Linked DNA regions of Mus musculus: regions 1, 3, 4, 5, 6 and 7 are each linked to region 2. A link is a contact called in public promoter capture Hi-C data. All regions are on one chromosome and are shown on one strand. The core of a region is the stretch at or near the end of the contact, and the rest is flanking DNA. Distances in the headings are between cores, read along the strand shown. Region 1 holds the start of Ctsh (cathepsin H). Region 2 holds the start of Plscr1 (phospholipid scramblase 1). Region 3 has its middle 26 kb from the start of Gm39404. Region 4 holds the start of Slc9a9 (solute carrier family 9 (sodium/hydrogen exchanger), member 9). Region 5 holds the start of Dipk2a (divergent protein kinase domain 2A). Region 6 holds the start of Tmed3 (transmembrane p24 trafficking protein 3). Region 7 has its middle 20 kb from the start of Slc9a9.

Region 1 (2,700 bases), core at 138-2,637, 2.2 Mb before region 2:
AAACACATTGTCTTAGTCAGGGTTTCTATTCCTGCACAAACATCATGACCAAGAAGCAAGTTGGGGAGGAAAGGGTTTATTCGGCTTACACTTCCATACTGCTATTCATCACCAAGGAAGTCAGGACTGGAACTCAAGCAGGTCAGGAAGCAGGAGCTGATGCAGAGGCCATGGAGGGATGTTCCTTACTGGCTTGCTTCCCCTGGCTTGCTCAGCCTGCTCTCTTATAGAACCAAGACTACCAGCCCAGAGATGGTTCCACCCACAAGGGGCCTTTCCCCCTTGATCACTAATTGAGAAAATGCCTTACAGCTGGATCTCATGGAGGCATTTCCTCAATTGAAGCTTCTTTCTCTGTGATAACTCCAGCTGTGTCAAGTTGACACACAAAACCAGCCAGTACACACATCAAGTCAGATATCCTAAAATGGGAGCCCTTTGCACACTATCTGTCCTTGGAGCCATACTCCAGGCCTGTCAGAACCGATCAGTGTAGATTCAGTGTCCACATGTCCAGAGTATCTGAAAGACGTGCCTTTGTGTGGTGGCTTTTGGTTCGGTTTGTCTATTTGGCTATTTGGGGGGGGTGGGGGGGAGTGTGTGTGTGTGTTTATAGGAGTACTAGGCATTGAACTTATTCAAGGCTTATATGAGAGCCTTGTGCATGATGGACCATGCTCGCTGAGTTACATCCGTAGCCTCAGGGCTTCTTAAATAGAATTCTGAAAACTGGTCAAAGCCACTAGACCAGTAGTTTCAACCTCATTTTATGGTGATCCCCAAACCATTAGATTATTTTTGTTGCTATGTCATAACTGTACATTTGATACTATTATAAATTATAATATAAATATCTGTGTTTTTCGATGGTCTTAGGTGGCCCCTTTTAAAGGGTCATTTGACCCCCAGGTAGAGAACCACCTTACTATACTTAATTCTAAAAGACTTCTGGAATCTCTTCCCCCGGCACTAGAAAGACAGAATCTGACCAAAGAATCTCAGGAGAGGAAGGTCATTCTGCCTTCATCAAAATGCCATGGGCTGCCAGGAGAAACTTGTAAAGGAGGCTGAAACAGGAGGGTTACAAGTTCAAAGACAGCCTGGGCTATATGGGGACTGTAAGAAGAAAAAAAGAGCCAGGTGTGGTGGCGCACACCTTTAATCCCAGCACTTGGGAGGCAGAGGCAGGTGGATTTCTGAGTTCAAGGCCAGCCTGGTCTACAAAGTGAGTACAGAGAAACCCTGTCTCAAAAAACCAAAACAGAAGAAGAAGGAAGAAGAAGGAGGAAGGAGGAGGAAGCAACGCAAATGCCTGGAAGCAACCCAAATGCCTGTTGGGGGTGAGCAGTCCAGACAGCCCTCTGGTTAAGTCATTTCAAGCTATAGGGAAGGCCAGGGAGCTATGGTTCAAGAAACCTTCACGGAGACGGAGTTACCAGAGATGGGGACAGACAGGAAACTGGGGATTAGGCTGCGCTTCCTCCCACTTGGCAGGGACTAGCCTTCAGGGTCAGACCCTGAGAACCCTTCTTCCCAAGAGCAGGAGTGTAATGGCCACAGGGGGCAGGAGAGGAACCATCATCACCTAGGCGGAGGCCAGAGTCGCCCCACCTCCTTTCCACAGGCTGGGCTCAGAGGGCACTCGGTGGGACCGGGCAGTGAGCGCCGAGATGTGGGCTGCGCTGCCGCTGCTGTGCGCTGGGGCCTGGCTGCTGAGTACTGGGGCCACCGCCGAGCTGACCGTGAACGCCATAGGTAGGAGGGAGAAAGTGGGGCGCAGGGCTCCGAGGGCACCGGAGGGAGAACAGGGACGGGCTAGTCTCGGGGGACACGCGTCTTGCGTGATCCGAGGAACAGGCTGGCAGGTACCTAGAGTCCTTTTGGCTCAGATCTAGATACAGAAGCCTTCAGCCCCTTCTGCCGGACAGCTAAGGGCACAAAACTTTCCTGTCCCACCACGGGAGGGAGCGGGACATCCCAGCCTGTACTTTCCGTGGACTTGGCCTCCCCGGGGATCGCCCTGCCTGGGTTATTAGTCCGACTGTGCCGTGCTGGGGTGACTCCCTGCCCTGCGGAACATGGGGCACCCACAGAAGTTTTAACCCTAGCGTCTGTGGTGTGCCTGGAAAAAGCTGGCTCGGGAAAGTCGCCTCAACTCTTGGCAAAGTGCAACCGCAGGAGACTAACCAGTAAATATTTTACTGTGTACAACGTTGGTCTCTGTAGCAACTCCTAAAGGCTACAAACGAACCTTTGGAACCTGTGGAACGAACGCAGCTACGGGTAGCTGGTTCTAATAGATGTTTATTTATGGACAGTGAAAACAGAAGTTAAAGCGCGCCAGCCATTTTTAAGTGTAAAGAGCCGGTCAATCAAAGCCCCTGGCTGAGAGTAGATGGTGGTCTGGGATTTCCTAGCCCTGCTGATGGTCCTTCCGCAGGACACACAAAACTTCCTTTAAAAAAAAAAAAAAAGATTTTATTAGCATATATTAATTGTACTTAATAATAAGTTTCATTATTACATTTTCATGAGTGTTTATAATATATCCTGATATATTTCAGCCTTCATTACCCTCTATTGTTCCCCCTCCCATTTCTACTTTCTCTTACCAGCTTGTCTTTCTTTCTTTTTGGTTTTGTAACTCACTGGAACTAGGGCTTTCAGAGAGAGAGATAAATGCCACGTAGCAAATTCATA
Region 2 (2,700 bases), core at 65-2,564:
ACAAACACAGAGTGAGCCACTACCCAGCAGCGGCTGCCCATGAAGCCCTAGCTCACCGACTCCCCTGTGGCCAAGTCTTGGAGCTACTGGTAACAGCAGTTAGCCTAGGAAACACAACAGAGGTGAAGACAGTAGGAAGACTCTTACTTAGACAGAACGCCCCAATGTTTCACTTCTACAAGGTTTTACCTATAAAAATACTCCAACTGCTTAAATTAAAATTCAAATGAAATGATCCCATTTATGCAAAGAGTGGACAGTGAAGATCCTTGTTTGCTCCGAGTATGAAATCAGCTAAAGAATAAAGATAAACATCCTGAGTGCCTAACAGCAAGCCAGTTGAAGTTACAAATCACATTGAGCGATGCTAAGTTCCCGGTTCCTTTCTCCAGCATTGGAGTGCCATGGTCTCAGACTCTTTATATGTGAGGTTCACTTTTCCATGCATCATGGCTTTCTATGGAAGAACAGTATATTCTATGCACACTGGTATTTATGTACATGCAGAAATATACACATATGCAAGTAGTGGGCCCCTCCCAAGATGCTCCCCAGATTTTTAGTTGAATATACTTAGAAACGCACCAATCACAGGGAAAGAAGAGTGAAGACTCAAAATTCACCTGTAACCCTTTCATCATCCTTTCATAACTCTCCCTCCCCCAAGAGTACCAAATGATGCATAAAATGCAGGCGGGGGAAAAATACCTTCTGTGTCATAGGAAGGTATTTTTAGATAATTGGAAATTTCTTAGAAATGTCCACACGAGGCATACTAAGTCAGAATCTTTGAAGGCATGACCTAATGTAGTTTCAGCTCGGTGACTCTTCTCGGGCTGTAATTTAAGAAGCACCGCTTTACTAAACAAAACAGATGCTGATTTTTCTGGTGAGTGAGCCGCACAGTTCAAACCAAACCTGAATGTTTTCTAGTTAAGGGTGGTACTTTTTCACAGACTGTAGTAAAAAGAAAGCAAAGACTGCTACCAGCAAACGGCGTGAAACGGTTATATAAAACCCATAAGATTTTTAAAAAGAGGAGAGAAATCTGCTAGGAAAGAGATCAACAAACTTGAAAGTGCAAACAGGGCTGATGGAACAGATGTGGTAATCGATGCATACTTAAGAAAGTGTGCAAAGCAGGAAAGTAAGTTTGAGGAAGCCCGATTTCCCGCACAGTACCCAAATAGGTTGGGTGGTTGAGATCAGGCAGTGTAAAGAAAGTTCCGAGAAGAGGCCACTCCCCAGGTGATGAATAGCCTTTCTTTCCAAGGCAATCAAAATCCCACTTCCTTTTGCCTTGCTGGTGGGCGGGGCGGGCAAGGTCCTGCCAGGCCTCTGGGCGCAGCTAGAGGATTCAGGAGTGCAGGCAGAGCTCGCGTCATTCAGAGTGAGTCCCCTCTGCGAGGGAAAGCCGGGCTACTGCAGCGCCACCAGCAAGGGATTGGGACTCACGGACTTCAGAACAGAAGGAGCCTCAGGTGAGTCCCGCTTTCTGCGCGTTCCGGGACAGAGCTCGCGGATCTGTGCGCACAAAGGAGCCGGGTACGGTGATGGGCGCGGGAGATGCGGATGGGTGGAGAGGGAGCAAGAGCAAGGGCTGGAGGCGGTTTGCTCAGGCGGCAGAGGTTATGGTCTGAAGACTGGGAGCAATGGCCGAAAGACTTGGGCTCGTGACCCCGGAAGTGGGGAGGGAACTCAGCCAGAAGCTCTGCTGTCCGGGCCGCTGCTCGGCAATCCACACTCGTGACCCTTCTTCGCTAGTTCCCACGGGATCGTCTCCAGTTTAGCACACTGCTTCACAGCCAAGAGCAGTCCTGATGCAGTGCAGAAGCTGGGCTCACTTGTAGCTCTGTGGTAGCGCTCTTTTCAAATGCGCCGAGCCCAAGTTGGATTCCCGTTGCAGGAAAGGGAAGGGGAAATAAAAGAAGAGAAACCGTTCAAAGAGCCTGTTGCTCTTTAACCCAGGTTTCTTTGGGATTGTGGCTAGTAAAACTATACATAGCCTTCTAGAATACAAAAGTAGGGGATGTAAGCGGGTAAAGGTCCGAATGGGTAAGACCACTACACTAGGTGTACATTCAGTCTTTTGTTACAGACCTTGGACTCTGACAGTTTTTTTTTTCTTGTATATTCATCTCTTCCCTGAAAATGTTAACAGTAAAAGACTTAAAGATTCAAGCCACTTATTAAAGGAAGAGGCAGGCATATTTATGAGTTCGAATCTAGCCTTGTCTATAGAGCAAGTTCTCAGACAGCCAGTGCTACAGAAACAAAACAGGAAAGCCAACCAAAACAACAAAAAGAGTTCTCACTTTTGAATCAGTTAATATAAGCTTGATAAAGTACCAAGTGGAAAGGTGGAAACTAGCTTTTATTATATCAAATACTTGACACAGCCCCCATCCCTACAACTCTCCCCATGGTTCCTGCGTGGCTTGATTTCCGTAATCTTATTCCTGGAAGTTAGGTAGGGCCATCTCTCTGTTCCAAGACAAACAATTATACTTTCTTCCCAAACAATTACACTCTCTTCTTCCGGCTTAGCGGCTTAGCAGTTGGAACTAAATACTGGGTACCAGGAACCAGGGAAGCTTAATAAAAAGCACCCCCGGGCACCTGGGGGCGTTTCCTTCTTGGCTTTTCCTAACAACAGAGCTTTCTACCTGGATACTTACTACAATTGTGCTGCTTTGAATA
Region 3 (2,700 bases), core at 21-2,520, 2.4 Mb after region 2:
TAATATGTGGTATCACACTGTCCCTCCTGGTCTATCTAGCATTCAGAGACAAACAACGTACAAGTGTAATACTGTGGTTTTTATTTGGCTATATCTCTAGAAATTTACATCTTTAAAATCAAAAGGATCTAGCAGAAGTTATGAATGTTAAGTAGTATTGAGATTTATGGTAATCGCCTTGTGCTATTATAACAAACACCACAGTCCAAGCGGCTTAAATGAGGCAAGTTAATTTTCTTGCAGCTCTGGAGGAACGGAAGTATATGATTAAGGTGCCAAATGGTGCGATTCCTGGTGAAAGCATTCTTCCTCCTGACTTACCTTCTTGCTCTGTCATCTTAAAATGTTTTTATTGGCATATAGATTAATTATACAAAATAATAAGTTTTGCTCTGCAGTTTTAACAGATGTGTATAATGTACTTTAAATTGTCCCCTCCTTTCAGAACCCTCCCTTGATCTCTGCTCCCGTTGCTCCCCCTCTTCTTGCTATGCCCTCTTATAAGGACACTAATCCTATAAGATTAGGGCCTCACACTCACAAGCTCATTCACTGTAACTACACTTCAAAAACATTATTTCCAGAAGCAGCCAGTCATGTTTCGGTTTGGGATTTTGATATATAAATTTGGAGATGAGTTATACCTATAACAGCTCTCTTTCTTAAATTATAGATTATATTTCTATCAAAGATTTTTAAGTAGGAAGAAAGACCAGACAAAAGCCTAGACAAAGGGAGGAATTCTTTTCAAGATGTGAAACACAAGCCTTAGTATCATAATGTTTTAATCCAGGAAAAATGAGTTGCCCTTATTTGTGCACTCTCTTTTGTGTGTGTGTGTGTGCTATGAACAACTATTAAATATGAAGCGTCTCCCAGCAAACTGCCTCTCACAGAGGTGTGAACTAGCATCTTTGTCACAAGTTCCCACAGATTTCTCTACTGATTGGTATTGTTATAGCAACCAGAGTGCCACGGGAAGTTGTCATGGGCATGATAATCATGAAACATCACTATGGCAACAGAAACCTCTGGAAAGTAAAAAAAAAAAAAAAAAACAAACTTAGACTGTCAATTGGTATCAAAGAGGGTTACCCAGGGAAAAAATAGGTGGAGGCAGAAATAAAGGGTCAGAGCAAAAAGGAATGATTATATAGAAACTGAACAAGCAATGGAGAAAGAAAACAGTAACCAAACAGAGGGTGAAGCTATGGCTCACACAGGAAAGCGGGAGGCAGGAGGGAGCACATGAGCCCCAGCAGTGGGCATGCTCCCAGAAGCAGTGCGCATGCTCTGCATGCAATGCAGAACCCCGGGGGAGACATGACTGGATGCCAAGGTCTGGACTGGAATTGACCAGGTGCTGATTTTCATACTGGAGGAAGATTTTGAATGAGCCACAATTTAGTGAGACAGCCTAAATCAATTTGTGGAGTGCTTTTGGCAAGACATCCTGCTGACTAGGAATTCTTATAATATCTGGTGTTCAGAGGCACCACATTTGAATATGGCTTTTCTTTATTGGACATCGAGATTGCTTCAGACAAAGGCACAGTGCCATTTGCTCCATTATAAATATATATTTCCTTCATTACAGAAGCTTAATGGCCTTTTTTTCCACCATGAGGGAATTAAGGTAATTCTTTAATACTCTTAAAGAGTAAGTGGCAATGTCACTTGGAATAAAGCATTTTCACTTAATATTTTCTGTGTTCTATTATCAATCAGGATTGAAGTTTTTATGGCCCAATATTAACTTTTAGTGAAGGGACTATATATATATATATATAATCATATATATATGGAATACATATATATGATATATATATGAAATCAAAAGGGGCCAGTAAGATGTTTAATTGTTTTCTAGAATTAAATGATGCTTCAAACATAACAGAATAAAGACTGAAAAATGGAAGCAGAAAAGGAGATACATAATGGTGGATATCATAAAGAAGCAAAGCAAAAGAATAACAAAAGCTTGAGATGAAAGTACAGAAATCAAACCAGCAGTCCGGGTACTTGCAGAAGTATGGTTTTAGGAATTTTAACAGAACATTTGTTTTTTTATTTCTTTTCCCCTTAATTTACTAATTTATTAATTATTAACTTTACATCACTATTGCAACCCTATCTCCCTCCTTTCCTCCCAGTTCTACACCTTCACACCTCCTTCTCACCATTACCACAACTCCACTTCTCCTTTGTGAAGGAAAAGTCCCCATGGGTACCAATCCTTCCTGGCTCATGAAGTCACAATAGGACTAAGCACTTCTTCTCCCACCGAGGCCAGAGAAGGCAGTCTGGCTAGGAGGAAAGGGATCCAAAGGGAGGCAATAGAGTCAGTCAGTCCGCTTTCCAACTTTAACATTGTCTTAGTCAGGGTTTCTATTCCTGCACAAACATCATGACCAAGAAGCAAGTTGAGGAGGAAAGGGTTTATTCGGCTTACACTTCCATACTGCTGTTCATCACCAAAAGAAGTCAGGACTGGAACTCAAGCAGGTCAGAAAGCAGGAGCTGATGCAGAGGCCATGGAGGGATGTTCTTTACTGGCTTGCCTTCCCTGGCTTGCTCAGCCTGCTCTCTTATAGAACCCAAGACTACCAGCCCAGAGGTGGTCCCACCCACAAGGGGCCTTTCCCCTTTAACTGAGAAAATGCCTTACAGCTGGATCTCATGGAGACATTTCCTCAACTG
Region 4 (2,700 bases), core at 190-2,689, 2.4 Mb after region 2:
TTCCTTTCTCTACCCACAATTCCTTCATCTTCCTACACTGCCTTATTTCAACAGCAAGCTTAAAGCTTTTGAAAAGCTTGTAGAGTCAGGCAAACAATCTCCTGCTCCTTCTCACCCACTTCCTGGGTCTCTTCACAGGAAGAGGGAAAGAGATGTGGTAAGACAATCGAAGAGCAAGTCTGCCTTAAAAGCAGCAAAACCAGGAAGTTCTCTCGTTTTTGAATTTGCATTATCTTGTAAATCTAACGACTCACCTGTGGGTTTTTGAATACGGAAGGTGAGGCTGCTGGCAAATGCTTGCAAGCAATAGCTGACAGGCTTCAAGACAACTCCAGTATTAGTCATCACAGAGATGCGTGCCAAAAGGGACCATGGGTAAAAACATCTGCTGTGCACACAGATGCCCCCTGCTGAGCCAAGCACACAGAGAAAACCAACTCCAGCTCGGAGTTGCATAAGCAAAGAGGCTGAGGCACTGGAGTGCTTGATGCTCTCCCAGAGTGGGAAATTAGCTTTCCGATGGGTAGTTACCTTCCAGTGTCTATGTAGCTCAGGGAGACCTTGAATTCACAGCGATCCTCTTGCCTCAGCTTCCTGAACGCTAGAGTTACAGGTCTGTAAGACCATAATATTATTATGTGTTTGTCTCAAAGCCTTTAGTGTCATATTTTTTTCAGGGTGCCTTACAATACAGAAATGGAATTCTAATTCTATCAGAATAGAAGCCAGACATTAACACTCGTCCATTTTACCATGTGGTGAGATGTGGGGGTCTCCACAGCAGACCTGGCTGCATGGTGACTGATTGGTAAAGACAAGGAAATCTTGATGTTTGCCTAGGAAGCAGAAGAACTGGAGGTACCAGTCTTAAACACCTCCCTCTCCCTTTTCTCCCTCCCTCCCTTCTTCCCTCCATCCTCCACCTTCTCTATCTCTCTTCCTTTTTTTCTTCAACAAATTTAAATAGCACCGTTAAAGGACTGGGGCTAGACTTTTCTTTTTGATTATTTTAGTTGACCGGCAATTATAAAAAGTCAGAGAATCGTGCACTGGATCTGTGCCTCTCAACTTCAGAAATAGTCCTGTGAAATCATACCTGTCAATCCTCCCCTGGGAGGCTGTGGTGGGAGGGGAGAAACCTGAGTAGGTGAAGTTAAGGGTCTGGACTTGCCCTTTTGAATCTGAAAACTATTGATGTGCCGGGTTGAACTGTCTTACTATCAATGTACAATTTGCCAGTTGCATACAGACTAAGAAATCATGCTGGAAACAGGAGGGCCACGAGTCTGGACATCAGCATCTTGCTGGCAGATTTGACCAGTGTGGAAGATCTCTTTCCAGAGTGAATCATTTAAAGACAGAATCTTTTATGATGAAACCACCCTCTGGAGTTTGAAAAGAGACGGGGCTGCTTTAAGAGAGAAACAGGAAGTTGTAACGAGAAGCCGGTCTGAATGCTAAGCCATCTGAATTGCTTGCGAAGTAGCAACAAAGTAGCAGCGTTTATTCTGAAATTCTGTGGGCGCCAGTCTATCCTAGGCAACCCTCATCTAAGGGCTCATCCCTTGTCCAGGGATTTCTCTGAGCATCACAGTCGGTCGAGTGGAGAATGGCTGGGCAGCTTCGGTTTACGTCAGGGAAGGATGAAGATCATTTTCAACACCAGGGAGCAGTGGAGCTACTCGCGTTTAATTTTTTGCTCATCCTTACCATTTTAACAATCTGGTTATTTAAAAATCACCGATTCCGCTTCTTGCATGAGACTGGAGGGGCGATGGTGTATGGTGAGTGTGTAAATGGTGGGGTAGATGTGTAACTTGTTGCCTGGGCGTAGTAATTAGAGACTTGTGCTCAGATGGCAAAGTGCAGAAAGTGAGGGGAACATGCTGATTGAAGTGTCATTAGCTCAGCGAGAGGTGCCGCAGTGTTAGGGATGCTAACCTCTTTCCAGAGGAGCGGCAGAAATTCCGCCTGACCACAGAGCAGCTGTCACAGTGACAGGCTCTGAGGCAGCACAGTATGTGAGTCTGTTGACAGCTGCAGTCCTTTGTCATGCGGGGAGTCATGGAGCGCTAGTCATGGTAGTAGGTTGTGGTGGCAATGCAGTCAGTCAGCGCAGCCTCTTCCACAGGCAGCCAGAGGAGCCAGGCAAAGTTAAGGGAATGGCTTCAGACTGCATGGAGGAAATACCCTTTCAACTATTTTCAAGAAGAAATACTCGTAGAAACAGACCCCACCCTTGTAATGGGAATAATTGTGTCCAAATCCTTTTTCATCCTGTGAACACTATTTTAGCTTCTGATAATAAAAGTGTTAAACCAAGAATTTCCTATTTAACATTTTCCATTGCTTAGCCTGATTTAATATGGTCTTGTTTATAATACTTATTTGTGTTCTCACACCACACACACACTTCTCTCTCTCTCTCTCTCTCTCTCTCTCTCTCTCTCTCTCTCTCTCTCTCTCCCTCTCCCTCTCTCTCCTCTCTCTCTCCCTCTCTCTCTCCCTCTCTCTCCCCCTTTCTCTCTCTCTCATTTTAGACAGGTCTCACTCTATAGACAAGGTTGGCCTCAGACTCACAGTGATCTTCCTGCTTCAACCTCCTGGGTGCTGGAATAATATGTATAAGTAAGAACACCCAATTCTTTAAACTACAGAGGGGAAAAAAGGTTTTAATTTAAGGTTTAACCTCCCAAAGTG
Region 5 (2,700 bases), core at 43-2,542, 2.3 Mb after region 2:
AGGATGCAAAAGTCCGTCTTGGCCTTTAGCCTTCCCAGCCCAAATCTAACTCTTTCCCCCATTTCCTAGCTTCTAATTCCACGCAAAGCACGAGTCACGAATTAGCTCCCTTCACTTTACCACCACCCCACTCTCTGATCTCATCTTTCCCACCTGGTCCCAGAACTAGCTGATTGACTAACAGGGAGATGATCTAAGAAATAAAACAAAGACAGACTCGGGGAAGTTAGGCTAGCCAGGCGGGACAGCAAAGGACGTGTGCCCAGGGTGCCCAAGTCCTCGGAAAGAGGTACAAGGGCTCGCTATCGCACTGACACTGGCATCCAGACTGGGACGAGCGGGAGGGCGGAAGGAAACTCGCGAAGAGGCATTTTGGGAGAGTTGGGGACGCACTCCCTCTGGCGTCGAAGAGCCCCGCGCCCGCGCCTACCTGTAGCACCAGCGGCTCGGGGTTGAAGGCCAGGGTGAGCAGCAGCTGCATGCGCTCGGAGTCCTTGAGGTTACGCAGCAGGAAACTGCCCGAGTCCTTGGTCTCCGCGTAGCGGCGCACCAGGCGGTCCAGCAGGCGCTGCGAGGGGCAGTGCACCAGGTCCGACCAACCCTCCACCGCCTCCGGCGTGAGCAGCCGCACGTCGCCGTTGAGACGCGCGAACTCGGTGCGGGGCATGGCCTGGAGCAGGTCGCAGCGCGGCCGGCCGGTGGCCCGCTTGCAGATGCTCTGGTCGAGCTGCGCCAGCTCGCGCTGCGAACCCAGGCGCTTGAGCACCACGCGCCGGCGGCCGCCCTCGCGGGGCTCGCCGTACTGCGCGAAGTACACGTTCTTCACGTTGAGGAAGTCCAGCAGGCGCAGGCGGCCCCACGTCTCGAAGCCCACCTGGCCGTTGAGGAAACGGCGGCACCAGCTCGTGCCGAAGCACGCCGGGCACTTATTGAGCTGCAGGAAGCGCCGGTCGGCGAGCTCGTTGCGCTGCCAGGAGGCGAGCAGCGACGGCGAGTGCAGCAGCATCAGCACCAACAGGCTGCCGAGCGCCGCCAGCTTCAGTGCACGGGACAGGCGGCCCAGCTTCAGGGGCACCAGGCGCCACATCCCGCCCGCGCGCGGCAGCGGCCGGGGCCGGGGCGGGCGAGCGCACCCCGCCGGGCCGCCCCACGGCGCCGAGGCCCGCGGCGCAGACGGAGGGCGGCAGCGAAGGAACCCGAGGACGGGCTGCGCCGGCCGAGCGCGGCGACTTCCCGATCGGCTGTCTCCACAACTCCCGGTGCCCTCCTCCGAGCTCCCCGCCCTCCGACTCCGCGGGCGCCGCCTCCTTGCCCGCCAAGTTATAGAGGCGCGGGGAGGGGGGGGGGGAGGAGGGAGCGCGGGAGCCGCGGTCGCGCGCACGCGCACTCCCGCCCGGGACGCTTGAGCTGCGCCTTGCTGGGTCCCGGGCGAGCAGCGCGCGCGGGGGCGAGTGAGGAGTCCCGGACGCCTCACACTCGAGAAGCTACGGTGCGAGGAGGGGAGGAGAGGATGCGGCGGGGCCCCCACGCGCGGGCACGCCCGAGAGCGAGGGGCGGGGCCGGGGGCGGGGCGAGCGCGCCCCCGGGAAGCGTCAGCGCGAGCTCGCGGGGAGGCGGTGGAGAGGGTGGGTGGAGGGCGCGCCCGGGAGGGCGGAGCTCGCCAGCTCCGCCACCGGAGACCTTCAGTAACGGCTACTCTGGGGTGACTGTCGGGCTACACAGGCGCCCCGGAGGCCTTTGTGGGAAGGTCATTGGAAGGGAGAGGGCGGAGGCAAGCGGGAGCAGAGAGGCCCATCCTGGGAGCGGGAGGAGGTGGGGCCGAAGCCTGGGGGCGGGGCTGGAGTGGGGCCGGGCCAGGTCCTGGGGGCGGGGCCTGGCCGCCCGCTCCGGGCCTTATATGGTGTGGCGCGCGCTTGTTCTTTTGACTGGCGGGACCTCTGGGTCGCGCGCTTTGTGCCGCCGTAGGGCCTGCGGGCAGACAGTGGGCCAGCGGTTAGGGACCGGAATGCCGCTGCAGGGCTGGCGATGTATCTGCGGAGGCTGAGTTACGGTTTCGCTGAGTGAGCACTGGCGGGATGAGGTCCTTCCTCACCGGCGCCGCCCGCCGGGTCCCCGAGGAGCCCGGTTCCCCCATGCTTCACAGGCTGGGCCCAGGCCTGCCTTGCGGCCAGGACGCGTTGCTGTGGCGATGACCCCAGGGAGCCAGGCCGTCAGGTGCCGCACCTGTGCGGTCTAACCAGCTCCTAACAGCAGACTGCGGAAATAACCTGGCCTAACGCGCGTGGGGTTAAGTTTTAGAAGGTCTGGGATCTTCAGCAGTAACTTCAAAATATGTTCTATTAGAATACTTTTTTTTTCTTTAACTTTTAGCACTCCTGTGATTGTTGGTCGAGTGGATAGCTAGCTAATTCCTGGTCGCTGTTAAATATACTTTTACTGCGCTGATTTTTAGAGGTCAAACAGGAAAATCATAGTAAGTAGTAACGGGTATGCAAAGAGTAACTACTGAGACAGTGAGACTTATCTATACAAGATCGTGAATCACTTTCCCGAATTTTCTGTATTTGATTGTAGCATGAGGACTCGCTTCTGGAAGAATACGGGTAAGGTCAACGTTTTGTGTTTGGTGATGTAGGAGTTCAGTCTTTGGAAGAAATTTTCAACGTGGTGGTGATTTTTACAGGCTACTACAGAATACAA
Region 6 (2,700 bases), core at 46-2,545, 2.5 Mb before region 2:
ACCAGGCTGACCTCGAACTCAGAGATCCACCAGCCTCTGCCTCCCAAGTGCTGGGATTAAAGTCCTGCGCCACCACTGCCCAGCCAAGAATATTGTTCTTATTCTTAGGCTGCCTGTGCTGAGGCAGGCACACACACACACACACACACACACACACACTGTATGTCGTCCATAGATGTGAGAGCAGTCTCATCAGTGACTCCACCATACATGGAATTGTCAGCAGAAGCAACCTTCAGAGCGTCTACCATAGAAGGGCTTACTCATTGTACACAACTGGGGTGCCTGTGTCACCTCATTTCTAGAGGTCTTGCTTTATGGTGGTCATTCATCCCTCTGACCCTATGCCTACTCATTAACCCTAGGGGATAGAGCCTTTACCAAAGCAACTGTTAGCTATGAGATCTGTCCATGGAGACCAAAGTGCAGGACCTAACTTTGTTGAGCCATATGGTAAGCAGAGAGGCAAGCCACATAGCCACACCACTGGGGAGGGAGTGTGTGTGACTGTCCTTAAGTATACACTGGCAGGGTTCGAAGTCTGCACTGAACCCTCCTTTCAAAAAAAAAAAACCCTTCATCACTCCAACTATGTCACCCCAAACTCCAGCTGTAAAGGATGCAGCTGACTTCAGCACCAGCAAGACACCCAGCCCAAAGTGACAGTTGGGTCAGACTGCCACCCAGTGGGTGTCCAGCTAATTAATACTGATGTTCCTGGAGGTACCTGGGAGAGGTCATTCTGGTCAATTCTGCAGGGGGCGACAGGGGGCGGTAACAGGCCCCCCATCCTGAGCGCTCACCTGTAGCCTGCCTAACTCCCCAGTGCCCCTGGCCCACTTCGGGAGGGCTCTGGCAGATACAAACGTTTCTTCTCAGGGAGAAGTCAACCGGTCTGGGGTTGTTATCCCCGACCCCCTCAGCCTTTGGTGGCTAATCTTGGCCGCTCCGGATGGCGGCGCACCAGTAGCCCCAGTGAGACGCGGCTAGGGCCGCACCTGGTAATCCAGAGAGAACTTCACGCCCTGCTCCACCTCTTCGTGGAAGCACTGCTTGGCGTTGTCCGGCAGCTCGAAGGTGAGCTCAGCGCTCCGCAGTGGCTCGGCCCGGAGCAGGAGCAGAAGCAGCAGCTGTAGCAGCATCTGGAAGGATGAAGCGTGCGGAGCCTCGTGGACCATGATGCTCCGGGCCTAGTCCTCTCTAGGCTCCCGCGCAGCGACAGCAGGGACAGCAGGGAGAGGGGAGGGGCCCCCTGAAGAGACGTGGCGCGAGCTCAGCACAGCGGTTCCGGGTGGCGGCCACTCCGCGCGCAGCCGCACACCAGAGAGGTGGGCGGGGAACCTTTCCGCCCGCTGCGCAAGCGCATCACTGAGTTTAGGCGCTATTGTATTTGATGCGGCTCTTGGACTCGGGTACTTCTCAGTGCGTCCCTTCAACTCGGAAACCGTTGGGCTTCTAGTCTGTTTCTGACTTGCTGTCACTTAGTGTCTGCCACGTCTCCGGAGAAATCCCGGACGTAATGAACACATTCAGTAGTTAGGAGGACTCGATGGACTAGAAAGGAACCGCAGGGAAGGGAGGCGACGGATCCTCCACTCCCCCCTCCTACCTAAGGTGAAGAAGTGTTCAACAAAGTAAACCCCATGGCTACACTGGGGGAAAACAGGTTTTCTTGCACACAGACTCCCTTCTGGAAATAAAAGCATCTAAAGGATTTCAATTATGTTTTCGCATTCGGGTCACATTGAAAATTTTTTCAGAGAGAATCTGCCATCCCCTTTAACTTCTAAAAGTGTTGAAAGACAAGTTGATTTATTGTCTTATTCATGACAACTGCCCTAAGAAGGATATATATGATTTTATGTTCACCATAGTCCATAAACAAAGAGACATTACATGTTATAATATTTGCTGATACATAAACACTTACTGTCAGTAGAACATTATTAGATATGGTGAATCTTAATTTTAACAAAGAATTTCACTACTCATATATACTACCACATAGATAAAATTGGCATACACTACCACTGGCCATACTGGATCCTGTATCAAGGAGCTAATGTGCATGAAAGCAGCACCCATAATATAATTATTAATAAAATGTACTATCTCTGTGCTAGATTAGATGTGAAAGAGGTGTTGAGCTGTGTGCCTTGGGGCTCCTTCCCTGCTTGTCCTATTTAACATTGACTTATATTTCTTATTTTCAATTATGTGTATGCACATGTGTGTATATGAGTATGTATATATGAATGCAGGTCTCCAAAGAGGCCAGAGGCTTTGGATCCCCTGGAGCTAGAATTGCAGGCAGTTGTCACTCATTTGATAAGGCTTTTGGGACCCAAACTGGGGTCCTCTAGAAGTATTCTTAACCAGTGAGCCATCTCTCCTCCAACTCTTAACATTTTTAATGAAGAGTATTTGAAGATGTGAAAGTTATAATCATCTAACTGGAAAATCAAGTGAAGAAAAACAAAACAAAACAAAACAAAACAAAACTGAAGTTCCCACAAGTTAAAGATGAAGCGCTACATTTAAGTTCCAGGTGGTGGGGATGGGGGTTGGGAGGGTGGGGGAGGGAGGGGGAATCTGCAGTGGTTCAAAAGAAGAGGCCTGGTTTCACAGCTCTTTAAGTTGGAGCAGGCAGAATTGGAATCAGCATCAAACTACATATAAGACAAGAGAAAATGCCTGAGT
Region 7 (2,700 bases), core at 39-2,538, 2.4 Mb after region 2:
CATATTTCCACAGCTCTGAGAAACTGGATTTTGAATAGCTACCATTTGTCAAAAGGACTTTCTTCATCAAAGCATGGGGGGGCATCCCTGAGACTCTCCACTGACCTTGGCCCCTTTTCCCTGTGGCTTCCCTCCAAGCAAGTCAGAAGGATGTACTTGGGAAGAAACAAAACCATAGCAACAATAAAATATCCACATTGCTGTCTGTGGTAGTTTGAATGAGATGTCTCCCACAGTCTCAAGCACTTGAACACCTGGTCCCTAATTGATGAAGCTGTTTGAGAGATTTAGGAGTCATTTAGGATTTGTTGGAGGAAATATGACAGGAGAGGTGGGATTTGAGAGTTTAAAGACTCTCACCATGTCTAGTTCACTTTCTGCTTGGTTTTTTAAATTCAAAAATGAGTTGTCTGCCTGCTGTTCCAAGCCATTATGCCCACCATGATTGGCTCCCATCTGCCATCCTAGACTCTAACCCTCTGAGACTGTAAGCCCAAATAAACTCTTCCCAAATAAAAGACAATAGACTGTTTTGTCTTGGTGTTATCATAGCAACCGAAATGTAACTGATATACTTTCTAATTTTCTTACCTTTTCAGTGGTCATGTGATTCAGGGCTAGAAGAATGGTTTGTGAGGTAAATTTTGTTAAAAAACAAACAAACAAACAAAACAAGCAAAAAAAGGAATAAATATAGTTAGATTCCTTCCTTTCCATCTCATACCTTCACAATAAGTATGTCTTGAGGAGCTGTAGCAGCCATTTTGAGATCAGGAAGTGACACGCCAATTCATCAAGGATTATAAAGGAAAAATATACAGTGACATTGGCTATTTGATGTTGCTATGGAATCAACATCTTCCCTTGGTGTCTTACCCCAGAATCTTCATTACATGAGAGTAATATTAATAAATACTTCTTTATATAAATAAGAAGTATTTGTAGGGTATTCTTTTAGTCCCATTTCAAGAAAATACAGTTGTGCCTTGTAATCTCCCTGAATTGGTTCTAAAATCCTGCCCTGCCCAGCCACCTAGATAGCAAAATCTTTGACTCTTTGATTAGACTGGATCATCTGATGGCATGATATAACTTGTGCTTATGCTCCTATGTACAAATCATCTCTGGATTGCAGATAGTAGCTAATTCAATGTAAAATATCTGTGAGTGGTTAGGCTGAATCCTTGGGGCACAATGACAAAGAAAAAAGCCTATACATGTTCAGTGCAGATGCTTTTCTAAAAAAAGAATATCTCAATCTTAGAGTGCTTGAATCCACAGCCGTGCAGCCCACACACTGGGAGTGCTGGCTCTGTATTATTTATACCACCCAGGGTTTTTTCTTAGGAACACAACAAGACAACTGCCACAAGAGAACATTGAGCATCATAAAATGAGAACTAATTTTAAAGTCTCTTTTTAAAGGAATCAGATGGTTTTCTGAGAAGCTCAGGTAGGAGACATTTCACAGGCATGCTCCATGATAAAATGGGATGTGTCACATGCTCCTTTCCGCAGCACACAAAAGCTGTTGTGTCCCTAAATCATTAATAACCAGTTAGTGTTTTCAAAGCACTTGGCCATCTTTTCATGTTTCCTCCTCAGGATCTCTGTAGCAGATTGTAAATCTCATCTAACAATGGAAGAACTGAGAGCAAGGCTTTTCAAAGGCTCTCTCAGGAATGGGCCGGTGGCAGACTCAGAACTAAAACTCAAAGAACTTTGCATACTCTTGTAGTTGGTTTTCTCTGGTAAGTCTAATCTGACATGGCCCAAGGAAGAGCCATAGTTAAAAAATGTTTCATCTCCTATGTATATTTAAAATAAAGTTCATATACGTGTATGAAAATGTTATGATAAACCCATCATTATATATAAAATGACTGTACAAGACGGCAAAGGAAAGGGGAAAATGGCTTCTTAATATGCAGACAACTCTGCCCAAAATTGCCATGCTGGATGTGATATCATATTTCCTGCTTTCTGGAAGCACTAGGCAATGAGAAATGAAGGGTTGATCTTTTGATATTACATTTTCTTAAAGTAGACAATGAAGAAAATAGCTCATTGTCAGAACAGAATGAAGGTTTTTCCTTACTTTTAGACAAACAAACAACAAATTGCGGAATTATTTCTCAGACCACACCTGAAGTTCCAACACGGCAGGGGGTGGGGGAAGCTGAGGAAAGAGGATCATGTGGTAAGACCCTCAAAGAGCTATTTTTGATTAAAAAATATGCATTCAGAAGTACAGAGCTCAGAATACACCCCTGTCTTCTGAAACCCAAGAAAATGTTCTGGAAGTTCAATAATGATCTGATTGACGAAACAGAAACGTGGCCTTTAATTATTCTAGTTTCAAGAATAAATTCATGCATTTCAAAGCTTCACATTAGTAAGATTTATGTGATATGAGTTCAAAAGGGGAAAATGGGGAGGGGGTTGCTCAGATGGAAACACAAAGAGCCCTAATTAAGCATGCCTTGTTGCTATCTTTGTTTCCAAATGGAAAGACCTGGAGGCAAGAACCCTGTGTCCCTGCTCTGCCACCTCCTTGGTGTGAGAGTTTGAAGACATCCTTCCTCTTCACATTCAATGACTGTCCTGGGCACAATGATGAGGCTCTTCCTGAGTGGGATTAAATGAGATAAACAGCAACAATAACATAAGTTATGCTCATTGCCCAAAAGGGTCTTCAAG

What was found. Promoter capture Hi-C pulls out the DNA fragments that hold promoters and counts their contacts.
Region 1: a contact with region 2 is called in a promoter capture Hi-C map of liver, with 5 times the contacts expected there. The contact joins the promoter of Ctsh here to the promoter of Plscr1 in region 2. A contact is called at or near these places in 1 of 39 promoter capture datasets (liver) and 1 of 115 datasets of contacts at active chromatin or transcription factors (extraembryonic endoderm stem cells).
Region 3: a promoter capture Hi-C map of hippocampal neurons shows a contact between it and region 2, with 10 times the contacts expected there. The contact joins the enhancer-like site here to the promoter of Plscr1 in region 2. A contact is called at or near these places in 3 of 39 promoter capture datasets (the 3T3-L1 cell line, hippocampal neurons and pre-B cells), 1 of 115 datasets of contacts at active chromatin or transcription factors (astrocytes) and 1 of 9 other capture datasets (adipose tissue).
Region 4: a contact with region 2 is called in a promoter capture Hi-C map of pre-B cells, with 7 times the contacts expected there. The contact joins the promoter of Slc9a9 here to the promoter of Plscr1 in region 2. A contact is called at or near these places in 11 of 39 promoter capture datasets (the 3T3-L1 cell line, cranial neural crest, hematopoietic stem and progenitor cells and 7 more), 1 of 115 datasets of contacts at active chromatin or transcription factors (large pre-B cells) and 2 of 9 other capture datasets (adipose tissue and liver).
Region 5: a contact with region 2 is called in a promoter capture Hi-C map of liver, with 8 times the contacts expected there. The contact joins the promoter of Dipk2a here to the promoter of Plscr1 in region 2. A contact is called at or near these places in 14 of 39 promoter capture datasets (the 3T3-L1 cell line, 3T3-L1-derived adipocytes, the C10 cell line and 9 more), 7 of 115 datasets of contacts at active chromatin or transcription factors (the 230-238 cell line, astrocytes, embryonic stem cells and 2 more) and 2 of 9 other capture datasets (adipose tissue and liver).
Region 6: a promoter capture Hi-C map of liver shows a contact between it and region 2, with 3 times the contacts expected there. The contact joins the promoter of Tmed3 here to the promoter of Plscr1 in region 2. A contact is called at or near these places in 4 of 39 promoter capture datasets (hippocampal neurons, liver and pre-B cells).
Region 7: a contact with region 2 is called in a promoter capture Hi-C map of hippocampal neurons, with 6 times the contacts expected there. The contact joins the enhancer-like site here to the promoter of Plscr1 in region 2. A contact is called at or near these places in 4 of 39 promoter capture datasets (cranial neural crest, hippocampal neurons, liver and 1 more), 1 of 115 datasets of contacts at active chromatin or transcription factors (astrocytes) and 2 of 9 other capture datasets (adipose tissue and embryonic stem cells).

Annotation. Positions count from the first base shown.
Region 1 is chr9:90,052,880-90,055,579 of GRCm38.p6, forward strand. Ctsh (cathepsin H) reads left to right here and starts at 1,388. Exons shown (of 12, transcript NM_007801.3): 1 at 1,388-1,755. The coding sequence starts at 1,671.
Region 2 is chr9:92,248,880-92,251,579 of GRCm38.p6, forward strand. It overlaps Plscr1 (phospholipid scramblase 1), which reads left to right and starts at 1,315. Exons shown (of 9, transcript NM_011636.2): 1 at 1,315-1,481.
Region 3 is chr9:94,609,816-94,612,515 of GRCm38.p6, forward strand. No RefSeq gene overlaps it. Among named protein-coding and RNA genes, the nearest start is that of Gm39404, 26 kb to the left of the region's middle. Within about 2 kb of position 1,271, at least 29 of the 459 cell types and tissues checked have an H3K27ac peak or open chromatin away from gene starts, as enhancers often do. A contact at or near this core is called in hippocampal neurons, where this site is marked.
Region 4 is chr9:94,668,453-94,671,152 of GRCm38.p6, forward strand. It overlaps Slc9a9 (solute carrier family 9 (sodium/hydrogen exchanger), member 9), which reads left to right and starts at 1,440. Exons shown (of 16, transcript NM_177909.5): 1 at 1,440-1,784. The coding sequence starts at 1,610.
Region 5 is chr9:94,536,789-94,539,488 of GRCm38.p6, forward strand. Dipk2a (divergent protein kinase domain 2A) reads right to left here and starts at 1,293. Exons shown (of 3, transcript NM_001033145.2): 1 at 431-1,293. The coding sequence starts at 1,087.
Region 6 is chr9:89,703,748-89,706,447 of GRCm38.p6, forward strand. Tmed3 (transmembrane p24 trafficking protein 3) reads right to left here and starts at 1,296. Exons shown (of 3, transcript NM_025360.2): 1 at 999-1,296. The coding sequence starts at 1,178.
Region 7 is chr9:94,648,908-94,651,607 of GRCm38.p6, forward strand. No RefSeq gene overlaps it. Among named protein-coding and RNA genes, the nearest start is that of Slc9a9, 20 kb to the right of the region's middle. Within about 2 kb of position 1,289, at least 9 of the 459 cell types and tissues checked have an H3K27ac peak or open chromatin away from gene starts, as enhancers often do. A contact at or near this core is called in hippocampal neurons, where this site is marked.